Linked DNA regions of Anas platyrhynchos: region 1 is linked to region 2. The links are chromatin contacts, called in public Hi-C maps. All regions are on one chromosome and are shown on one strand. The core of a region is the stretch at or near the end of the contact, and the rest is flanking DNA. Distances in the headings are between cores, read along the strand shown.

Region 1 (6,444 bases), core at 907-3,406, 110 kb before region 2:
CCTAAGAATCTTTTGTGAACTGAAAAGTGGGCTGTGAATTTCTTCAGAAAACATTGGCACATAATTTCTTTCTTCTTCTTTGGCGGATATCAGAAAGTGCAGAAGTATGACAAATGAGATTTTTTATTTTTTTTTCATGATGGCTTTCCATTAAAATTTCAAATGATTCCACAAAATGAGAAGGAGCAACATGACTTGTTATGTTGATATACATCTGCAGTTGTGCTGTACTCTGCTGCACAGCTGTAAGCATTTCAGATATATTTCCTCATCCTAAGATTACTTTCAGAGAGATGGTTTGTAGGGAAACTAGACCAACCTGGTCCTGCTAAAGGAAAGCTACCAAAGCCAGGGCCTGACCCTTCTGTATATACAATTATTAAAAAACACAATCTTAAACACTACTGTTTAGATTGCAAAATGAGGCACTTGAAACGAATGTGTCACCTAATTTCAGCCCTCTCAAGCATTTGTGTGACAAAACCACCTGTAATCACATCATCACTTGCTTATTTATTTTTTTCCCCATAGAACTCCTAACTCAATTCGGGGCACAGAATGGTACTGCTCAACTGATGAATAGCTCTTCACTGATTTGTAATGACACTGTTCTGTGCTTAGCACTGTTTCTTATCTAATGTACGCTCTTGAAAGTATGCTCTTCATACAGAATTATTTATTTCCTCATAGATTTTTTTGTTAGTATCCGACTGATTCAGAAGCTGTAATATATTTTTACACCACTGCATTTTACAAATGAGTAAATGAAGATGGAAGCATTGATATTAGGAAACTCAGTAGCCTTGGGTGCCCAGTTCAAGACATTCAGCATCTTCAGATCATATAAGAACTAGTCAATATATCGAAAGCATGGTTCTCCTTAACATCAGTCCATGAGTATTCACAGGTTACAGGTCTCCAGGTGGAAGCCCAGAGAAGGGAATACTGAGTGACCAGCACTGAAATCCACCCAGTGAAAGCATCTTTCACAGAATATACTCCTTTACCATATAATCATAGTATTTGCTAAAGGAAACCCTGAAATTGCACTGGATGGGGCAGAAGCCCTGAAATGTAATAAAAATGCATATGCACTGGCCAATGATGCTTTTGAATATTTGACCTTCCAATTTTACTTGCATTGTTTCAAGGTAACTTTGTGTGTTAAAGACCCAAGGTTTTTTTTGAAACAAACCAAACCCCAGAAACTATTATATAGCACACTGTAACCAACAAGGTCCTCCAACATAGCCTGAACTACCCCAAACAATTGCCATCATGCTACTACAGTAAATGGCAGCAAGTGCATGTTGACATCTGGCTGTGAGCCACCACTGGGAGGATGGCACAGCTTTCTGGTGTGGCTCTGCAGTCTTTTCTGACATCAGTGAGATCCAGGAAGGACAAACTCCATTCTTCCAGGGATTAAATTTCTCTGGAGCTCTAGAGGAAAGTACACAGTAATCAGCACAGGTTCTTTTCCCCCAGTGTGACTTCATGGCCCCATTTCTTCATCTTATCTCTTTCTTGTCCTGGTCTCCAAATCGTAGCCTCGTTGAGAGCTACACAGGTCAATTTTCTATTCCTTTATCTTTTCATCCAAACTCGGGAATCTTGGCCATCAATACCTATTCTCATCACTCTCCAAGCCAGTGCTGAATACAGTTTTTCCTTCTGCATCAAGTATTCCTATATCCTGTTTTTGTTTTGTCCAGCCTCTTCTCTGTCCTTCCCTTGCCTGTTTCTTCCACCCTGTTGAAATTCCGCTTCTTGCTGCTCCGTATTTAAATCAGGTGCTTTCCCCTTTGAAGCTGCTGGGGCCAAACAGGAGCTCTGGAGCTTTGCCAAGAGGCATAATGCTCTGCAGTGCACCTCAGTCCTGATCAGTCAGCGTGCAGCCTTGTGTTCAGTCCCAGTGTTGTGACATGTGGGTATGCACCATACTCCCACACGCAGTACTTTTTTTGTGAATGAAAACTGAACTGTGCAGCAAGTGCAGGAGCTGTAGTACACCTCAGTGACTTCTCCTGTGGAGACAGACAAAGCCTGCAGTTTAGACAGGCAGAGAAAGCAGAAGATCTATCTCCTTGTTCTTCTGTGTGTGCCCAGACATTTCACGACATACAGCAGCTTAGAGTTGTAATAATGAATAGAATCCCACTGCCTAACAGAGTATCAGTGCTGTCCTGAGCTCTCAGGAACTATCTGAGCATCAGATAAGGTGTTCCTACTGAGCCTGACTTTCCTGCTGAGCCAGTATTAACTAAAATTACAGAAATGTTCTCAGCTTGGATATAAATAGGCAAGTCTGAATACACTTCAGACACAAAGAGGATTAGTCTCAGAACAATTCTAAAGCATGAAGTAGCAGTACTGCTTTTCAAGGAAAAGGAGGCTAGCGTTTTTTGTCATTTCCCTACTCTCACTCCTTCAAATTGTTGAGCCATATGGGTTCACTTGGTTAAAATGTATGTCAGATGGTTGAATCATCTGGGATGAAGTAAATAGGAAAAACAAACAAACAAACAAAAAACAACACACAAGGCTGAAGACTTTGTTTTGGAATATTTGATAAGAAAATTATATGGAATTGGATAATTTGGAAATGTTCAGAAACAATAGTGCCATGACTTTCAAGAATCACAATACATTCAATATAGTTTTGATTTGATTTGATTTTAGAAGAAAAAAAAAAAAAAGAAAACACAGTCTTCATTTAATATTAATTTTAAACTCTTTCATTGACAATACAAAATAGAAAGGTCGAAAACTAGGACCAACTTTGCACTTGTTTTTCAAACTTTTATTCACAAGTAAGTCAGGCTTCATGTTCTAAGACCTTCTTCAAAACTGTAATATTAAAGTCCAGAAGGTGGCAGCAAATATTCTTCCTTACCAGAAATAGACTGTCCCTTCCAAGGAAAAATAAGATGCCTTTTGCCAAAAATGTTTCAGCTATTTGCTTGTTATAGACATAATTGTATTTGTTTTTATAATCATATATTGATGAATATTAAATATTAATAGAAAGAACCAATTTTCGTTCATTTACACAGATGCAAACTGAGCAATAACAAGTGAGAGGTTAGTAGCACTCTTCTCGCTTCTTCTCCATGTGTGCTGTAGGTGTTCTGCATTAGTGAAGGCACAATTTTATATCTTTATGTTCAACCATTATTTGACAACTACAAGGAATTTATTGTCAAATCCAGAATTTTTCACAATGTGATTCTAATCTATTACAATTCCTAGTATAGCTACTGACAAAGCTTTAATTGTTACAGACAGGTAAGACTCCCTGTCTCTCCAGCCATTAATACCCCCACAGACAAAAATGATGCAGTCCAATTTTACAAGTTTCCTTTTGCCTGCTATAAATTATTTCCAGGGTTTTAAATTTTACTTCCAAATTTTTGGTAGTTATATTGTAAAGTAGCTGCAGTATTTATTCTAGAGCTGGCAGCATTTTGGAGAGAAAATGTTTTCATTATATGTTTAAATTGTAAGTGGTTTCAGATAACAAAAAGCTACAATAAGATAATCGATGTCTTCTTTCTACATGAGTCAGATTAAAAATCTGAAATGGAAAGAAAGATTTGAAAGAGATATAAACATAAAAATATATAAAAATCAGGTATTATTTATTTTGTCCTACCATCTTCTCAATAGTTTGATCTCTAACTGAAGTAGCAATTACAAGTTGATAGAAAGCAAAATGACAAATGCATCACCGAACTTTTTATAAAGACAGAGTCATACTTTGCAATAGTCCAATTGTTTTAACCACTTCCCTTTCCTTTGTTCCCTTTTGGTATAAACATTAGCCAGATGCTAATGTTAACTCTGATTTGAACCTGCTTTGATATGTGATTAAGGCCTATGACTCAAATGAAAAGACAAAAATAAAAATGTTATACTGACTTAGAAACCTAAATCATTTTTTTAAAGCAACTCAACCAGATGAGAGTCTGTGTTGCAGAGTTTCACTGAGACACGGAATATTAAGAGCCCAAGCTACTTCTAGAGCTTTTTAATATATGAACTTTATAATATATGAGCTATAAATAAAGCTTTTTAATCTATGTCCCTTAACTGGTGAAAAGGCAGTTTCAGCAGGTAAACATATGAACAGTTTTCCCTTACTAAGGAGATGCACCACCTGAGACAGAAAAGGTTATTGTGAAATCATTTCACTAAGTAGCATTTTGCATTCCCATTTGGCCTGTAAAATGAAAAAGATCTTACTAACTTTTGACATTTATATTTGCACTATGTTATGAAATCAATTATTGCATTTTTGTCTTTCAGCATTTCATAATTACCAAGAAATTCGAAAAATCATTAAGTTCCAAATGACAGGTTTTTGATTGGAGTATTACTGAATCAGAGGTATACATTCTCACTCTTTCCACTTACAATGAAAAAGAAAACGTATGTGTACACAGAATTTTCATAAGTAGTGTTTACATTCATTTATTTATACTGAAAAAGTTACTTTGGGGAGTAATATTATATTTGTTTTAGTTCTAGTTATTATATGTATGCCACTATTACATAGTATGCCACTATGTAATGCCTATATAATTATTTAGCTAAGTGCACAAGAATCTGCTGCACAGGCTGCTATTAGACTACTTGTATTACAATAGATACTACCATAAGAATCTTAGTAGTGAGCAGACTTTGAGACTAAATTCCTCCCTCTTAAGGTAAATACTGAGGCACTATGGCACAGTGCACTGAACTGATGCATTTGCTATATTTCTTTCAAGGAAGATGAAAGAAATTCTGTAATTTTCTGTAAAAGAGACATGACAATTAGAAATATATCCTCCTGAATCCAAAGGGTTATAACTGCTTCAAGCTGCAGCCACTTTACAAAGCTCAACAGAATTGTTTTGGGCACAAACTGATATTTAATTTTTCTAGATTTATTAAAGATAAAATTCATATAAAATGTTGTTTTGCTCACCCTGAGCTTACTGGAATGGAGATAATGATGATTTTTTTGTATTTTAGGAATGTTGTAATTTAAAATAACTAAGGCTCATTCTAGCCAAATAAATTTTCATCTTCTTGGGACCCCAGGGTCTTCAAACCCTCTTCTGACCATCTTCAGCACAGTTATGATTTCTTCCATTTAGGAAAGGTAAAGAATTTAGCCAGCTCCTTCCAACAAGACCCTCTTCCTTCAAAAATTATTGGTCTACTTTTCCTCCCCATCAAAAGCCAGACACAACACTACAACTGAAGGTTGGTATTATCTCAGAAAGCGGGTGTCTCTCTCAAATTTTTCTTCAAATTCCTTCTGACCATTACAGAATGGACAAAGTCTTCCCACTTACTTCAGACATTTTCCAGGTAAATCATCTGGAACACTATTTTCTCTTACAGATTTCGTTCTTTCACTATCTGAAAAACAACTGTTAGAAACCCATATTGTTTAGTCCTTCCTTCAGAGAAGTAGAGATTAATCTTTACTTTACAAAATGTAGAAGAAATGGATATCCAATTTCACAGCTCTTTTAGAGATAAAAAGCAGACTAATATCAGAACTGTATCTAAATACAAGCTACCAAGTGGGAAAGGAGAACAATTTGACTGGTTCAGGAATACCAAAACAGGACCAAGTATGCTAAAGGACTGTCTACAGATGAGAATCATTCATCTGACAGTACCATAGGTCATCAGTTTGATCTTGCAGCACAAACTTTGTTGCTGTAATTTAGATATAGGTTGAATAACCATCCAGAATGAAGTAATCACTGATTATCTTCAGTGATAAAGATCTTACTGAATGTGTTCACTGTATCCGACGTTTCTAGTCTCCATACAAGATACTTGGCACCTAACAAAGCTGTCCACTGGGACAAGAGAAACAAGTCTTTGGATAACTTGCTCTGTTTTTCTATCAGAATTAAATCTCTCTGATGATAGTTATGAAGACAAAGTCCAGAAATTAACAGGATTATGTGAGATCCAGGAGACCAATGAAAAAAATGCATAGGTTACTCTGGCAAATTGACAGCAGTGACAAACGCAAATAGTCATTTGGCAAAATGGACAAGACCTGAAATAACTATTTTTGGGTTCTGAGTAGAAAAAGAGAATACTTGTCAACTTTTAAGGAAATACATTTTTCCAGATAAATTGGTACAATATCTTACTGGACAGGTAGATTGTAACAGTTGCTCCAAATTACCTGGATCACAGACAATTTCATCTTATAGAGTGATCACTGGGTAAATCCCTTTTGTAGCTAAGGAAAGCCATCCTTACGTAATGAAATGTTCTTCATCTCTTGAGAGGGTGTGAACTACTTGGATTCTTACGTAGTCATTTATCCCTGAGAGCCTAACTAAGGTTAAAAATGAAATAAAAAATGAGTTCAAGTAATTTTAGTATAGCCAACCTCGTTCTCAAAACACCACTGATGTTCCAGTT
Region 2 (6,676 bases), core at 247-2,746:
CCCCCCCCCCCCCCCAAAAAAAAAAAAAAAAGGCAAAATTAAATGCAGTCCTTCTGTCCATTCCCCGTGTCTTCCCAAAAAAAAAACCACTTCCATGAGTGTTCTTAGTGGATACTAAGGAAGATTTTTTTTAAATGTCTGGGTATGCTGTGGTACCCTTTCTTTTCCTTTAAGATAAGAAGCAATATCAGGAAGAAACAACTTGTAATAAGGAAATCTACTTCCTTTTACATACTAATATGTCTGCTGCGTTTTTATAAATGCCGTGGCATATAAATATTATAGGTCAGCATGAGGCCAGCCAAAATCATTATCTACTGTTGCTGGAACAATGGAATAGTGCTCGTACAAAGAGGTGCAATAAATATTAAGACACTTCCTCAGGAAATGTTTGATTTTTTTATAGGTATCATACTACTTTTCAAAGAATTGTATACTACAGATTCTTCTAAGACTTAAATTTGAGAGAGGTGATGCATATGCCATACCACATTGTTATTCCAATTACTTTTTGGTTGTAAAAAGAGAACTGATTTGGTGGTGTTTTTTTTTTTTCATCTTGACAAAAGCAAAAGCCCTCAAACCCAATTTTGCATGGAATGCAAAGATCTAATTTTGTATGATATTTTTTCTACTGTAGTTCTGTAGTATAACTATTTTTATCATTACTAATGGAAAAAAGTATATAAACACTGGGGTAGCAAAGAAGGAAAAAAAGCCACTACTGAAAATATAAAAAACCCACTGTCAGAATGAGAAATAGTTGGGTTCAAACAGTGTTCCAATTTATTGCTAAATATTCCCTAGAGATTACTGTGTACTGTACTTGATTATATTTAAAATTTTGATCATGTTACAAATACTTCTTCAAAACTGTTACCTATTCCAAGTGATCCTCACAGTTATCATAAAACATAATTGTCATAAAGCATTGGTGTAAAATTCCCATCTTTCCATTAATTCTGTTTCACTAACTGGTTTCGTAACAAAACCATATTAATTCTAAATTAAACGTGAAATTTTCATGTGTGCATGTTTTGGAAAACCACTTTTACTGTAAAAGATAAATGGGCTGAAAAGAACTCTGAATAATTTGATTACGTACATGGCCAAGGTTAAAGATTTAGACATAGGTTTTTTGCTTGTGTAAAAAGTGTCAGAACACCTTTAGGAAAAAGAGTAGTAGTCATTTACAGGTACCAGTTGTACTGCCTTATGTTATGGTTCTGAATACATAGAACTGGTAGGTAAATACCATATAGATTCCTAGAAAATGGTACTTCAACAAGGAAATATCTAGTCCTTTCTGAGAGAGGAACAAAACATAAGAAATGTTTGTTAGCTGCTCCTGGCAACTTGAAAAAATAACTTACTGTCTCTTCTTGAGAAAATAACCTTGAACTTTTAATTATGCCCACTGTTTGCATAACTGTGCTTTGCCAGTTCCCGATTTTAACAGGAGCTGAATGAGGCTACTGTTCAGTGGTTCAGGAATTGTGTCCTTGACTTACAAAAATAAACTTATTGTTAGAACATTTTAAAGATAGTAACGTATCACACAGTGGTTATGTAGATCAAATGGCTGCTTCTTTCACTACTAGTAAGCAGTAGATAACTTGCACTAAAGCAAATGTCCCACATGGCCAGCAATTAAACCTAGAAACTGTGTTTTCTAGATTTTATTTTTTTCAAAGTTCAGAGTACTTTTTGAACTATCCCTTCAGTCAAATAAAACGGTAATTCAAATGGAGTGAACGCTGATTGGAAAAAAAAGATGTGCTCAGCATCAATGCCTTAAGTTAATAATTCGTTCCATTTGAAAACAATTGCATCGCATTTGCAGAGTGGTGTTTTTAATATTGTAAATCCAGAGCTTTTTCTTTTAATAGTTGTTGAGCTCACTAGTATGAGACAATTTCAACCAAAATCTTGAATCATTCGGAAGCTCTTGTGAATATGGAAACAACCCCCAGACTGCCTTTAATTCTTTGTGACTTCAGAAAACCATACTTCTGAAAAAAAAACACACGTATCATCCTAGGAAAAACATACAGTAATATTTAAAATGTGCTTCTAAAGGAAAATCCAGTTGTTAACCTTTCTGCTGCTGTCTCTGTCTATTTTGTTTGAAGAACTGAGTAATGAATTGAAGCATCCAGCTACTTACTTTCCTTAATGCAAACCAGAAATAAACAAATGTCTTTCTGTAGTGTCTATAAATGACAGATGAAAGACAAACAAAAACCCTCAGAACGAAATTCTAAACTTTGAAGGTTTCCAAATGCAGTCAGATAAGCCTCAAAGGTTGAAATTTTAAGTGCTCTCATTTCTGTTGTTCACTTTATGAATATAAGAAGTTTGAAATTTAAAATCAACAAAGCAAAGGTTAAGGTTCAGATTTTTAAAATAAAGACCCAATAAACTTGATAGGAAGGGCAGATCGTAATGAAGGGAGGATAACAGTTGATAGTCTGGTGAGTTGTTTCACTTCAGAACTTACTTGAGCTCTCACATGTGCAAGTATTTTAAAAAAAAAAAAAAAAAAAAAGTAAAGCTGTATTTTCATTTTGCCTGGATGTTAAGAGCCAAGGAAAAAAAAATCTGCTAAAAAGTATATAATAAAAGTTTTACAACTGCATGTTGTTCTAAAAAGAGAGTTTATTCAATAAAATGATTTTTTTAAAAGATTTTTTTTTTAAATACAGTATTTTTAAACAAATTATAATGTGTTTACCTTCTTTTCTGGAACAGTTTTTGTTCCACATTTCCAAAGCTTCCAGTAAGTTCATCTGTGATTTCAGTTGAACACAGAAAAATGTCCATGTGCAGGGAGAAGAATTTACCACAGGACATTCTTACTGGCAACTTAAAAATAAAATAAAATAAAACAACAAAAAACGCTCATCAGGAAATCAAAACTACAGGAAACATGCAGCTAAAACATTAGTAAGAATTTGATATATTTTTTTTATGTACAGAAATTGGGCATTGCAGAATTGTACAAATGTTCTGTATATGTAAATTAAGTCATTATAGGAAAAAAACTTTTGCTTTACTTGTTGGCTATAGAATGGGTATTAATCTTTTTACAAATCTAGATCGGCTATTCAGCTGTGAAAATAGCTGTTGATAAATCTTTTAAGATTGGCTTGTATTTGAGAAACCAGAGCTACCTTTACTTATTGGTAAGCTGCTTGTGACCTGTTGATAAGGTTGTCAGTCTGCAGCTGAGCACAGTGCTCATGTGTCCCATATTTGGGTTTGCAAAGAATCTGGAGCCAAAATTCCCTATAGAGCCTGCGCCTGGTTTTAACCTTGCATGGATCTCATGTCAGCAGAAGAGAAAATAACACGTCTATTTTTAAGTTAGCTGGAATTCTGAAGACAAATCACCTGGTATTGCTGAGCAGCTTTGGTTGAGTGTGCCATAAGCATGCTAAAGAAACAGTTTACTACCCTTTGCTGCCGCCTCCTGACAGATTTATGATACTGCCTCTTGGAAGGACTTAATGTGCTAAATTCCTTCAGAGTTTGTCTTGGAATGCACTTCACATCAGTCGGGTTTTGGAATTAAAGAGCAGTTGTACATGTATGGTCAACTTGTATGTGATTTTTAAGTAGGAATGCTCTTGTATAAAAACCTGTATATTCAAAGACTTAAAAACATTAGCTACAGACATGGTTAATCTAGAAAATTATTTGACTAATTTATTCCTAGACTGTATGCTGAAGGTGGGTCTGTGATTAAATACCAAACTGAAAATATTCACAGGAATTAATGCGACAGGGTCTGTATTTTTCTCAGTAAAGTGATTTACAGTTCATTAAAATCTGTAGCAGAATGAAATGTTTTCTATTTGATTACCTCAGTGTTAGTTATCTCTGATGCCATGGCCTGCTGGAGAAGTTTTGAACTTCCTTTCAGGTTAGTCACTTGACCCTTGCCAGTGTCACAAGGGCACATTCAGTAACCATGTTTTCACATAAGTGTTCTTTCTAGGGTTGTGGTACTGTTTACCATGCTGGAATAGCAAGAATTTTTTTTAGTTTCAAGGCTCGAAGGAAAGCTGTATTGAAGGCTTTGTCTCTTCAGGTATATGCCTTTTTAGCCTCTACAACCTGTGTCTTTGTCAAAGATTTAACTTCTTTAATCTTTTATCTGTTAAAAGATAGGGCAGATACTGACCCTTGAAGTAAATCTCCAGCATTGCCCCAAAGTTTTTAGTTTAGTTCTCCTCTGTTGGGTTTTTGACTCAAGTCAAAAATGAGTTCATGAGTCAAAAGAATGCTTCCAAGACTTAAAAACTGGGAAAAATAAAACATGCAAATAATAATATATATTAAAAAACCCACAACTTATTAAGATTACATCAGTTAAGAATAGATACAAATTTTTATAGCTTTTGCTGATTAAAAAGAGGACAGCCTATGTTAGCTAATTTCCAACAGGGTAAATTAGTACTGCCTGCTGAATCAGATCATTCCACTGGAATTCAGGCAGTGTAGGCTGCCTTTTGTGAAGTACATTGCCATTTTTTATGAAATAAGCAAAGTAGTTGTATGGATATAGTCCATACATTTACAAAATACAACTCTGATTGACTGCAGAGCAGGTGACTGGTTATAATGGACCAATTATTGCATTAGGAAGACTTACAGTAACTATCTTCCAACAGAAGGACCATTGCTTGTCAGTTGCCAAGAGTGTGTTTTCTTCTGTGTGGTGTCAACATGGATTCTTCAATGCTTCTTTTATTCACTGTTAACTAGGAGCTGCTTTGTTCAGAAGTTGTGTATTTTTAGAGAAAAATTCTTTGCTTTTGTCTGTGAATAGAAGGAGCTTCTAGAGTGTGTGTAGTACTGCTGGCCCGAGCACTCTTATGTTTGTGCTTAGGGCATGTGAGTGAGAATGCTCTCTGTCTGCTTCATATCTCTGCAAACTGTACAGTTATTGTAGGAGAAGTAACAGTTCTAGCATTTTTTAAATGTTTCAAGGATGCATAATGCATTTCTCAAAGAAACAAAACACAAACAAAACCCCACTCTTACAGTATACATTCTAATTTGTTAATAAGTCATGTGAAAATTCAAAAGTAGTAATATATTATTACAAAATTTATTTTGGATATCTGAATAAAGGTGCTTTCATTAAAAACTATTTTTGAAAATGTATTTGTAATTAGATGAAATGTATCTTGAAAATATCTCTATAGGACGTAAACTGTGGACAAAATTGTGATAATTACCTCTTTTCCAGCAACATTTAAAAAAGAGAAAGAACGTTTCCTCCAGATTACTGTGGATGAATATAAGATCTGATCTGTGAAGAATTTTTTCCAAAAATGTTATTTTGACTTCTGTCAGATCTTGACAAGAATTAAGTTTCTTGTTTTGTTGTGTTTTGTTTGTGTATAACCTCTAAGAAATCACAAAAGAGTTGGACTGTATTGTGCTTTAAAATATTTTTTCCACCCCCAGACTTGAGGAAGGACCCCATCAGTTCAGAAGTTAACTACAAACCTCACGTTAATTTCCCAACAGAATTACATTTGCAGGTGCCCAGTCCTCCAGTGAAGAGGTAACTAATACTAATATTAATTTACTATATAGTATTATTTAAGAAAAAAAAATCTGTAATGCGATAGTAATCAATATTAAGTATTGTTAAAGTATAGTTAAAAAAGATAAGGTATTAAATCTTTTTTGACAGATAATGCCTCTTGCATTTTACATAATTTATAGGGATAAAAGTTTTGTTCTTGGAAAAAAATAAATTAATTTTGTTATTTAGTGGATGGAAGCAAATAATTTATGTAGGCATCTTACTGGAGCAATGGGTTTTAATATTTTTGTTTTGAATTTGTATTATATAAACAAGTATTGGTTAACCAATTTTGTGGTTAATGCAATAACCCAATAAAGTTTTCAGAAGTTTGGCAGGAAGGGGGTATTGTCTGTTTAGAAGCTGCTGCAGTATACCTGTTGTTTCTGATTTGAACTGTAAGTGCTCAGAACCTCTTGAAAATCAAGAATTAAAATGCAAGTTTAGTTCCCCAAAGTAATACCTAGCATTTGAAAAATGGAATTATCAGCTCAAATCGTAAGGATGCTTAGAAGAAAACCAAATTCATATTTGATACAGTCCCGAATCTTGAAATAATTTCTTTATTATGACTATTTAATATCCCACAAAGTTTTCTGGGGACAGTGTACCTTTCAAATGAAAGAAGCTCAGAGTGATTTAATGCAGCTTTTAATTAAATGGCTTATGTCAGGTCAAGAAGGCAGTGTTACCAGAGCTGTCACTGTAAAAGTTGCTTGCGTCATTTGTCATTGTTATTCCAGCTTTAATGGATACTTATGTCCTCTGTGTTTTTGTATTTTAGAGCTGAAATGCCTGAGAGTAATAGGAAACTTCTCCCATCATCAACTCTACAGCCAGTTCTTAAAGAGGTGGTGAAGTCAGAAAGTAGGAACAAGGCAAACGAACCAACTTCTTCAGAGTGGCTTAATCCAGACAGGTTTGAGAAGATGAATGTATCAGTATATTGTGCTGATGGCGTACCCCACCCTTATACAGAAAACATCTGTGGAAGGAAGCCAATCAACAATGATTTTCACTCCTCCTCCCATCCACAGCCTCTTCATGCAAGGACGTTTGTTCCCAAGATGGGGT

The links. Hi-C and Micro-C count contacts between places; a contact is called where the count stands out from the background.
Region 1: a contact with region 2 is called in a Hi-C map of small yellow follicle, with 3 times the contacts expected there. The contact joins two enhancer-like sites. A contact is called at or near these places in 3 of 8 Hi-C or Micro-C datasets (liver, small yellow follicle and subcutaneous adipose tissue).

The regions. Positions count from the first base shown.
Region 1 is chr4:47,622,608-47,629,051 of IASCAAS_PekinDuck_T2T, reverse strand. The region is part of intron 4 of SYNPO2 (synaptopodin 2); the gene reads left to right. Among named protein-coding and RNA genes, the nearest start is that of MYOZ2, 41 kb to the right of the region's middle. Within about 2 kb of position 2,156, at least 2 of the 8 cell types and tissues checked have an H3K27ac peak or open chromatin away from gene starts, as enhancers often do.
Region 2 is chr4:47,516,136-47,522,811 of IASCAAS_PekinDuck_T2T, reverse strand. USP53 (ubiquitin specific peptidase 53) reads left to right here. Exons shown (of 16, transcript XM_038178857.2): 15 at 5,479-5,578; 16 at 6,387-6,676. Among named protein-coding and RNA genes, the nearest start is that of FABP2, 14 kb to the right of the region's middle. Within about 2 kb of position 1,496, at least 4 of the 8 cell types and tissues checked have an H3K27ac peak or open chromatin away from gene starts, as enhancers often do.